Linked DNA regions of Columba livia: region 2 is linked to region 1. Evidence: chromatin contacts called from public Hi-C data. All regions are on one chromosome and are shown on one strand. Each heading gives the region's core, a stretch centred on a gene start, on an enhancer-like site or on the middle of the called end of the contact. The rest is flanking DNA. Distances are from core to core; before and after follow the strand shown.

What was found. A called contact is a pair of places that touch in the nucleus more often than the background predicts.
Region 2: a contact with region 1 is called in a Hi-C map of liver, with 4 times the contacts expected there. The contact joins the enhancer-like site here to the promoter of ABHD12 in region 1. A contact is called at or near these places in 2 of 2 Hi-C or Micro-C datasets (crop and liver).

Annotation. Positions count from the first base shown.
Region 1 is chr3:109,399,160-109,404,574 of bColLiv1.pat.W.v2, forward strand. It overlaps ABHD12 (abhydrolase domain containing 12, lysophospholipase), which reads left to right and starts at 2,751. Exons shown (of 14, transcript XM_021300576.2): 1 at 2,751-3,011; 2 at 3,330-3,371. The coding sequence starts at 2,872.
Region 2 is chr3:109,459,758-109,465,172 of bColLiv1.pat.W.v2, forward strand. LOC102096032 (glycogen phosphorylase B) reads right to left here. Exons shown (of 19, transcript XM_065058974.1): 4 at 5,224-5,327; 5 at 3,695-3,826; 6 at 1-103. Among named protein-coding and RNA genes, the nearest start is that of ENTPD6, 27 kb to the right of the region's middle. Within about 2 kb of position 2,679, at least 1 of the 3 cell types and tissues checked has an H3K27ac peak away from gene starts, as active enhancers do.

The DNA of each region.
Region 1 (5,415 bases), core at 1,501-4,000:
CTGCTCTTTTCTGATTTCTCTGCTGCTCTGAATATCCTTGTGGTCTCCAGAGATTACTCTCCTAGTGGTTTCCTAAGCATTACTTTCTTCTGTCCTTTGGGGGTTCTGTCAGTTTCTACTGCTCTGGATTCTGTCCTTTGGGGAGACTTGGTTGAGCTCATCCACAGGCAAACACAGCTCTTATCCCTTTTCTTTATAATGTTACTTAGGGTGTGTGCCCACTTGCTGTCTTTCAATTTCCACCACTCTTCCTCATCTCCAGGCCAGGCAGGTGAGTTCAGGTGAAGCTGCCTCTGGAGGATCCAGAGCAGGGAGGAGATTGCCATCGATGCACTTCAGCAGGCTGTGTCCTTGCCCTTGCCCCATGGCCTGTCTCCAGACCTCTGCCAGATCATTCCAGACATACAGAAACCCTACAGAACATGTCCTTGCCCACAGGGACAGTTTCTGCTACTGCTGTACCATAATCTTTGCTCATGCCTTGAGCTAAGAAATCTCAGATTCTTTCCCTGACTAGATTTTCCTGTTCTTCCTGTACATGCTCTCTTTGTAGAACCACATGGAGTTACTGGGTGCTAAGAAATCATATGTGTGGCAACACATTCCCTAAGCTGTTTTGCATTGTTCAGAGGAAGTATTTGGTGTCTGCAGATGGTAGAATTTCACTTTGGTTTGCCTGTAACAGCAGCAGAAATAAGTTTGTAGTGGACTCTTGTCTCTGTAACAAACTTCCATCAATTCCACTAGAATTCAACCATGGCATTTGGGGTTAATTTGGAATTCAGAGTGGATGCCGTGCATTTATTTCTATGAGTGGGCGTATTTCTGAGGCAGCACTCATCTTTTTCAATAGGTAAGAAGGGCAAATGGGATCTTCATATTCTTCATATTCTATAAATTACGTACTACCAGCCTACAGGATTTTCCACAAAAAAAAAAAAATCATGTGGTGATTTATGAATCTTAAAAATGTCATGTGATGAGAGTGACCAAACAAGCACCTGTTTATATTTGTGCATGGTTAAGGAAGAAAAGCCTTTAGAAACGCTGAGAATAGCTTAAGGTTGCCTCAAGAAAATACTTGCTTGTCTTCTTCCTAGCACAGAAAAAAAGCCAACCAGTATTAAGGCCCATGCCACAAAGACAGACTTTCAAGTAATTTTCCTTAATCGTCCCTCTCAGTAATAAACTTCACCTGGAAGCATCTCAGAGGACTTACGACACGTGAGTCCCATGTGTCAAAGTGTAGTAGCAGCTGGCAAGTGCCTCTTCACAGGACTGTACTGTCACTCCCAAGGAGCCCCATGCAGCCTTTGCAGAGCCTGCTTTTGGAGGGACCACCACTGATGACATGTTGTCACCAGGCAAAGCTCCTAACACGTGGCTAACAATACCCAATTGCAGCATTGAGTTGTACCAATGAGATGTAGGAAATGAAACAAAATCAGAGGAACAGGAACACCCTCTTGCTCAAAGCAGGCAAGAGAACAACCAGTTTTTCCAAAAGCCTGGCTGAAAATTTTAGCAATTATGATCTGCTTGAGAGAAAAATCGCTAAAAGGTCACAAATGCTAGGAGAAGCTTCCGGAGACATGACAAAGCACGTATCAGCACATTACACAGTACTTTCCGCTAGCTATCTGTAACTGCTGAGAGTTGAGGCTTGCATTTTAACAATTGCTTCCCCCTTTTTGGTCCACTGCCTTTCTCTTTGCTGCTGGGATTAATTAATTAATGTATTTCTCTTTAATCTCCATGTTCCGTCAGGTACAGGATTAGTCAGGAGTAAATCAGAAGAAATGGATGCAAGACAGCTGAGATTACTTGTCCGAAGAGCCGTTTTCCTGTAATTGCTTCACTTTTTTACTTTACAGGAACACAGAAGGTACCCAAATACATCAGCCCAGCAGCAGCAGTGGGAGGCAGAACACCTGAGCGTGGCTGCTTTCTGCAGTGCATTGCTGTCCTGCTCCCCAACGGTATGGACAGCACAGCCACCAGCTATTGCTAGGGAAGCTCTGTAGCAAGTTAGCCTTGCCTCTGTGCATCTGTAGAGATCAGCAGATGAAGACATGCTTTCCAGAGTGGTATTGTAACCTCTCCATAGGGCTACAGAATGGAAGGGGGGACAATGAATTCTGTAACTTTGCTTCAGAAAAAGTTCTGGAAGACGAAATAGAGGCAATGATCTCTGACTGTTCAGGGACCAAGGCTATGATTATCTGTGTCATCTCAGTGGTTCATTCCTGCCTGTCCTTGCTACTGAATCTAACAGTCAGGGCTGCTCCTAGTTTTGCCTCTCTCTGCATCCATATCAGCCATTTCTCCATGCTCAAATGCTGTTGCCTCTAGCACTGGGCAGGGTCTCACAGTGCACAGGCAGACCAGGTGGTTTCTTTAATTCACAGCTGCCATGTTTCCCCACGTTCCACCAGCTCTTCAGCAGCAGCAGTTTCATGACGCCAGGCTCATCTCCCCTTGTGAGCAACAACTCCACAAGCCAGGTGTCCATCCCAAGTACCGGGGTGCCAGCAGCTCCAGCCACCCGCAGGTTTCCAGGATGACAGCGGCGGTGTCTCCCGGGTCCCTGCCCTGTGACACGCACCAACAGAGCATCCCAAGGCCTCACCTCCAGCTGCCAACAAAATGGCAGCCGGCGCTTTTACCCACAGTAAAAATGGCGCCGCGGTCCCTCTGAAGTACTGGCAAGCAGCATCTTCCTCGCGAGACCGCTCCGGAGGCGGGGATTGGCGGGGGCGCAGGTGAGGCGGGGCAGGGCGTGGTGCGGCGCGAGCGCGGCGCAGGGCGAGCGGTGGCAGTGAGCCGCGCTGCTCCTGCCGTCTCCGCCGCCCCGGTCGCCGCCGCTTCGGCATGAGGAAGCGCAACGAGTCGGTCACGGTGGAGCATGAGCGCGCCGCTGCCGCGCCCGTGCCCCTCGACAAGGGCTGCAGCCTAAGGCACAGCCTGCGCCTGCCCGCTGCCGACACGGGCATGAAGCGACCGCTGGGCAGGTGAGCGCCGCCGCGGTGGCGTCCCCGCGCCAGGCTTTGTTGTCCCCCACGCCCCCGGTTCCTGCTGAGCCCGCCGCACCTAGCTGGAGGGACCCCCGTCCTCGGCAACCCCGCTGTCCGGCAGGCCTGCGGCCGCAGCGCCTCTCGGTCCTCCCCACCGGGGACCACCGGTGGCCTGGCGGGGAGCGGAGCCTCGGGCATCTCCTCAGCCTAGTGGCGGGGATGACGGGGACAGATCGGGAGGATGATGGGAGCGGCGGTGGTGGCGGGGCTGTGTTATGCAAGGAGAGGGAAAAGGGTCTTTCCGCCTTTCCACAGCACCACGGCAGCCCGCGACCGAAGAGCCCTGGGGGCAGAAAAGTACGTGGGAATTCGGGATGTTTCGCACGTTGGTTACACTGCTCGGGCCCTTGTGTGCCGGGTGAGCAGATGCTGTCCCCTCCTCGGATGCTTTCGAGTTCTCAGTACATCTAACTAATTAGAGGATGGGCTGGTAGTGGGTCCTGCAGACGCAGATTTGCGTAACAAAGGCTAGAAGTATTGTGTTTTCATACCTGAGGGTTGCTTCGTCCAGCCCACTTCATGTAGGCAGGCATTCTCTCCCCAAAAAGTGGCTAGCACAAAATCTTATCCATCAGAGAGTGTGGAGGAGCAGGGGCCTGCAGGTAGGCCAATAAATGAATTGGATTTAGGTGTTGATGGGAGAAACTTTTACGTGTGGCTCTGTTGAAAAGAGTTTAGCTGTGAATTTTTACTAGCTGTGTTAACGTTTTAAACATTTTGTGTATATTTGTGCTGTGTTCCTCTATACAAAGATATAAGCATCTTCCATTGTTGCAGATTTTAAGCTGAAACCTTCACGCAAGATTTCAGGGGATGGAGTACGCAGTGAAGACTGACTCACAGTTGCAGAGGTTTGGGAAGGAAAAGGCGCAACCTTTTAGCTTAATCTACACCAGCATAGTGCTTTTCTTTGACTGTGTTTTGTAAGTGTGAAGAATATTTAATGATCAAAAGAGCTGTGTGGTTTGGGTAGTTGAAGCCAAATTGCTGTGCTTTGGGAATACAGCAGGTTGTTAAAAAAAAGAGAGTGCTTATCGGTGGATTTCTAAAAAATGAGCCAATGTGGCTGTTTCCCTGGTAAAATTTCTCTGTTCTCGTAGACAAAATTAATGTTTAAAAATAACTTTTTCCTGTTCATGGCATGGGTTTTTGTAATGTTCAAAGACAGAGGCTTTAAAATATTATTTCTTTTATTGGGTAGTAGCTATTCAACTTTATGCCCTGAAGGTAAACCTTTGGATGTTTTCAGTGATCTCTGTTATGACAAACTTTTGGTAATTGAAGATGGCGCTGGGTTGATCCCTCCAGTGACTGTGCAATAGATCAGAGTCTTGTCAGTACTTTGCTTTTGTAATATTTAAAAATTCAGCATATTTATTCCATTTGTCCAAGAGGGTAACTTCTAAGGTAATCGGATGATAGCTTATTAACTTCTTCAACATTGTGAATGACATTCAAGTGCTTTTTACTGAAGGAGAAATACTTCAGTGATGAGTACTGAGCAAGTCTAAAGGCCACATATTGCAGGATATTGTGGAAACCAGACATAGCACAGCTGTTAGATACTGTGTTGTAAAAGCCAAGCTAAAAGCAGGGAAAACATCCAATCTGTGGAAAGTCTTCTTGTATTTATTTCTCCATTTGTGCATTTAAAAATGGTCAGCAGGCAAATTTTTATCACTTTTCTCCATGTTGACCCTTCAAAGCCTGTTTCAGAAATCCCTGAAGTGTCCTGTATGTATTTTGGGGCCTTTCTTTCTTTCTTAGGTACTGTATTCCATACAACAGTGTTTCTGAAACTCTTGACATTGTAGGAAAGCTTTGTTTGGAACTCGCTTTCCTTTTTCCACATTTTGAGAAACTATTTTTATTAAAAAAAAAGGTCCTGTAGATCATCTTGTGCAGTGTTGCTAAAATGGTGTCTGTGTTTTTAACTGAGTAAAAGTGCAAAGTGCAACAATCGCTCACTTCTGTACTTGTGTTGGTTTTTCTTTTCTGCTGTTGTGGGTTGAGTTGTCTGTCTTTCTTACTGATGTTCAGTGGACCTCCTTTGACTTCCTTACTTTGTGAGCCTTCAGGCAAGATGTCTGGGTCTGCAAGTACCATCCAGTTATGTTTTTCTACAGGGTAACAAATATACTGCTGAAGTGTGAATCTGAGCATGCAGGAATGGGAGGTCTGGGCAGAAGAAAGTATGATGCCCAGAGATAAGGTTGTCATCCAGAACAAACACCCTGAGTCAGGTCATACAGCTCCCTAGACCAGTACCTCACCTTCAGCAGTGGACAACAGCGGGTGTTTAAAGATGAACATAAAAAGGGTACGTACACAGTGGACCTCC
Region 2 (5,415 bases), core at 1,429-3,928, 61 kb after region 1:
GGTTGAAGTCATTGGGTGCTTTTGCAGACCACAGCCTCATGGTGTTTACAGTGTTGTTCTTGTATCCAGGCACTGGCGTGTCATAAGGCATCGCAAGGACAACCTGCAAAAGAACAGTATTCCCCTCTGATTAGCAGCATGGTGGCCTCAAAGAAGGTGGGAAATTGGCTGAAGCCTTTGCAGGAGGAATCCAGAGGACACAGACAAATCCTGGCAGTGGTAAGAATCTCACCTCACTAAAATACACCTGCTAAGCTTCACAGACTTCCCTGCTATCATGGACACTTCCAGCACCCACTGGCAAAGCATTTATAGGAGAAGCAGAGTTGTTTGGAGCTTTATAGGCAAATTGGAGTTACAAGCCCACCAATGAAACGTATAAGAGATTTGCAAGCAACCTGCTGACCTTCCTATACCAACTGGCATACTTGTTAGTTATTGACCAGAGCACTGCCAGCACCCTCAGCTGGCCATGACAACATTGTCTATGCTGGGGTAGGACCAGAGCAGCTGAGACCTTTGTGTTTCCATCCGAGATAAGCTCCACAGCCTGAATCCTGCCTGTAAGCCTTCTGCAGCCTGCCAGGACCAAACCCTACCACTGCAGCACCATTCCCAGGGCAATTCATCCAATGTTCAAGGTTTGTTGAACCTGCGTGGGTAAATCCACTGAGATCTCTGGCACCCAAACTGAACTTGAGTGCACAACTATTAATGCAGTCTACATATCATAGAATCATGGAATCATTTTGGTTGGAAGAAACCCTCAAGATCACTGAGTCCAACCATTAACTGGCACTAAACTGTGTCCCTAAGAACCTCATCTATGAGCCTTTTAAACACCCCCAGGTGACTCCACCACTTCCCTGGGCAGCCTGTTCCAATGCCTGACAACCCTTTCCAGCAAGAACTTTTCCCCAATATCCAATCCAAATGTCCCCTGGTGCAACTTGAGGTCATTTCCTCTTGTCGTGTCACTTGCTACTTGGGAGAAGAGACCAACACCCCCCATGCTACAACCTCCTTTCAGGTAGTTGTAGACAGTGATAAGGTCTCCCCTCAGCCTTCTTTTCTCCAGGCTAAACAGCCCCAGTTCCCTCAGTTGCTCCTCATCAGACTTGTGCTCCAGACCCATCACCAGCTTTGTTGCCCTTCTCTGAATTCTCTCCAGCACCTCATTGTCTTTCCTACAGTGAGGGGCCCAAAACTGCACATAGTATTTGAGGTGGGGCCTCACCAGTGCCGATCACTTCTCTAGTCCTGCTGGCCACACTGTTCCTGATACAAGCCAGGATGCTGTTGGCCTTTTTGGCCACCGGCACACACTGCTGGCTCATATTCAGCTGCTGTCAATCAACACCCCCAGATCCTTTTATGCCAGGCAGCTTTCCAGCCACTCTTTCCTGAGCCTGTAGCACTGCATGGGGTCGGCAATGATGCTTCAGATGACGCTTAAGCATCAGGGTGCTGCACACATGGCTACAGGGCATAATACTGGGTCTCCCAGCTCAGATTAAACTAGACAGGCAAGGCATGGGTGTGCTTCCAAGATTGTGTGCTCCAGCTCACTGCTGTGTCAACATCTGCATGTCCTCAGACCTGCCGAGCAGTGAGGTGCGGCACCCTGGAGCAAAGAAGCTGAAGGCTTATGCCAGCAGAGCTGAATGGTGCTTGCAGCGCAAGGCCCAGATGCTGCAGCATGGAGCCTGGGCTGCCTCTCTTACACTGGCAAAAGGAGCCAGTATCCTCCTGAACAAGTCAGTGTGCACTGGCACAGCAGCCAGAAGCTGTCCCCAAGCAAAGATCACAGAATCATAGAAGGTCCTGAGCTGGAAGGGACCCACAAGGATCATCATGTCCAACTCCTGTCCCTGCACAGGACCAGCCTAAAATTCACACCATGTGTCTGAGGTCGTTGTCCAAATGCTTCTTGAAGAAGTGAGAGGCAGCACAGAACTGAAGGAGCTGTGCTCACAGGGCAGGGAAAAGCCAGGCAGATCAGCATGTTAGCCCTGAACAGCCTCTTCATGCTGGTGTCGGCAACACGTCCCCGCTGGGGAGAATCAGCAAAAGCTCAGGCACTCAAAGCTGCTATTAGAAGCTCTGAACATGGAAGCAGGCAGAAAGCCTGCCTTGCCTGAGCCACAGGACTGGCTGCACATTACATGAACTGAGCAACGCTATATTTGGAGACTACATCTTTGGCTTTTTTGAGCCTTTCTAACTTGTTCCCTTAATGGCACTATCTGAAGATTCACTTCCTTGTGGGAAGGAGTGTTTCCACTGCACTGCTTGGGATCCCTGAAACCCTGGACTACCGCCAGGGTCAGAAAAGGAGCACATTGAAAGACAACGGCACTTGATCCATGGGTCTGCTTCCCCAGAGAGCTCTGGCACAGTGCCTTCATGCTGCTTATGGGGCTGTGGTGTTGAACCTCTGCACTGCGTGTCCTAGAAATGTCCTTGGTCACTGCACAGACTTCCACAACTAGGGTCCCTGGAAAAGGACATTTTATTTCTCCTCTGAGTGGGCGACACTGCAACTGAGCTTCAGCTCTTGGCACTGAAGAGAATGTCTTGGCTTTATGACAGTGCACTCCTCAGATGGACAGAGTTGGCTTATCATGCTGAGAGACTTTGAACATCATGGGAACAAGGCTGGGTCACGATCCTGAATCCCAGAGAAGTTCATAGTCTTTCCTTCCTCCAACCTGGGCAGTGCTTAGACAGGAGAAGCAGAAACATCTTCAGTTCCCTTAATAAATCTGTGCCTCTTTAAAGCTTGCCTTCTTCAGCCGTAAGACTGGAATGCATTTACCATGCAGCAGCTTGTGCTCTGAGCAGGCACGTACTCCTGAATGACAGCATTATCTCCCCAGCTATGGGAGGCCAAAGAAGCATTTGCTCTCCATGGTGCCACAAAACAAGCCCTCCAGGCAGACTGGAGACTTGAAACCATGGCACCAGCCTCCCCTGACAGCACTTTCCACATCAGGCTGCTCTGGAAAAGAACTTATTCTGATCACAGGCATTAAACACCGATGGCCACCCCACAAGATGAATCTCTACCCACAGCAGCAGAACCAGAAACACCTGCAAAAACACTGGATTTGAGTGAGTGGTAACCAGAAACAGTACTGAAGGAGACTGACACAGCTGCCAGGGATATCACCCTCTGCCAACATAAATCCATGCAAGACTGTAGGGCTGCGCCCTGGAAATGAGTAGAGAAGGAGGCCCCAACTGATCTGAAGTTACAGCAGTGACCAAATATCACGACAAGAGGAAGAGATTTTTTACAATGAAGGTGGTAAAATATTGGAACAGGTTGACCAAAGAGGTGGTAGATGCCCCATCCCTGGAAACATTCAAAGCCCAGATGGATGCCGGCTCTGGGCAACCTGATCTAGTAGAAGATTTTACTGTTCATTGCAGGGGGCTTGGACTAGATGAGCTTTGAAGGTCTCTTCCAACCCAAACTATTCTATGATTCTATAATCATCCCTCTTTTTCCTCAAATCCTGCTGCAGCCATAGCCAACCAAGTCACCTTTGTATGGGTAGCAGAGTGAGTGTTGCCAGATGGAGAGAGAAGCAAATTCTGACCACCTCAGGTAACCCGGGGACAGACTCTCCCTCTCCAAGCTACCTTGGCCCATCCTCCCCCAGCCCAGCACCCAGAGAGATGTTAGTACCTGTGTGTCGACCCACTTCACACCCTCAGAGGTGTGATCTACGCGACCATAGAAATGCACGGGGAGCATGTACTCAGGGCGAGCTTTCTCCCAGGGGTTGCCATAGCGTAGCCAGTCATCAGCCTCCTCCACCTGCAAGAGGCAAATGGGGTTCAAGTGATGGCTTGTTTCTCCAAGTGACAGATAAACTAGGCTCTCCAAAGGGAGATCAGTTTAAAAGCAAAGCTTTAGTAAGCTGGCTTTAAAAATGGATATGCAGAGGCCTCTAGAGGACAGCTGGGCTTTTCAAAACATGGATGACTACATCCCAGCTGGTATAAATAAAACAGCCTCTATTGGCTTTGCAGACCTGTACAGGTTTAAACCACCCAGCACAGATGGCTGCATTCAGTCTGTCTCAAGGCCTTTACATCCAATTTCACCATGATAGTGGGATATGTGGGATGTGGTTCCCTAGAAGCTCATTGATGCTGTTCCTGGCCACAAACCACCCCCTGTAACCCAGATCTTACTAACTGCTCTGCCCTCTTCCAGAGAGGATTTCTCTTCTCCTCAATGCGAGTGAAGTGAATTCAGCAGAGCCACGGAGGTAGGTGTGCACCAGAAACCAGAGGGTCCAAGGCACTGGGAGAGATGCTCTGTGCCTGCAGGTGCTGCTCTGCCAGGTGGGGCAAGTCAGAGCCACGACCCAGCATTGCCATCACCATTCTTTTTAAAGTCACATTAAGCCAGTTACAGTGGATGCTTTTTTTTCCCCTCTTTTCACCATTTATAGGGCCTAGCACTGCAGCTTCTTTGTGGGGAAGGAGGAAAAAACAATCCTCTCACCCTCCCTGACTTAAGGAGAGCTACTTTAAAGGGAAAAAAAGGTCTTTTATGCTTAGAAGCATTTCCAGACATACACTAATTAAGACTGCCCCAGCTGGAGCAGTTTTTTAGCCAATTTTAACTTAACGGGAGAGTCCCTGTTTAAGCCTCTGCTGCCAGTCTCCCAGGAAACCTGCAGGAGCAGCAGCAACCCTGGCACTTGCACGTGTTCCATCAAGTTCAAACTCCACCAGGCACTTTCATGAGGTGTTTGTCCACATCTCCATCGTCAGCCTGACTCCTTGCCCACTCACTGCCACGCTGGACGGGACTTGGGCATTGTTGCAGCTGTGCTGTGGAGCCCTTGGCAGTGAGAACTCTGGTCCCAGCCAAGCCCTGAGGGCTCAGCTTCAGCACCATCTTGCTGGGTTGGTGACTGGCATGGATGAGCTTGCACATGGCCATGGGTGAACTCCGGCCACACATGCACCCCCAGCATCTTCATCACTTCTCTTTGCTCAGATGGTCAGAGCCCTGGGGTCAGCACAAGTGGTAGGATGTGACTGCCCATTTGGCACCAGGTGATGGGCTCAAATGCCCAGTTTATGGACAGCTCAAAGTACTTCAGTGCTGTTCGTGTGGCCAGGGCTTGTCCACAGGCAGAGGTGGCCACCACAACATAAAACAGACAGAGATAGCATGACTTGAGTTTGTCAATGTACCTGCCAGCCATCAACAATCTTCTGATTGAAGATACCAAACTCATAGCGGATGCCGTAGCCATATGCTGCCAGCCCCAGCGTGGCCATGGAGTCCAGGAAGCAAGCTGAAAGAACAGAGCATGGTCACTCTGCAAGGAACCTCACCCACATGTGCTACAGTGTGCTGTGCACAGGGGTGAGGAGATGCCACAA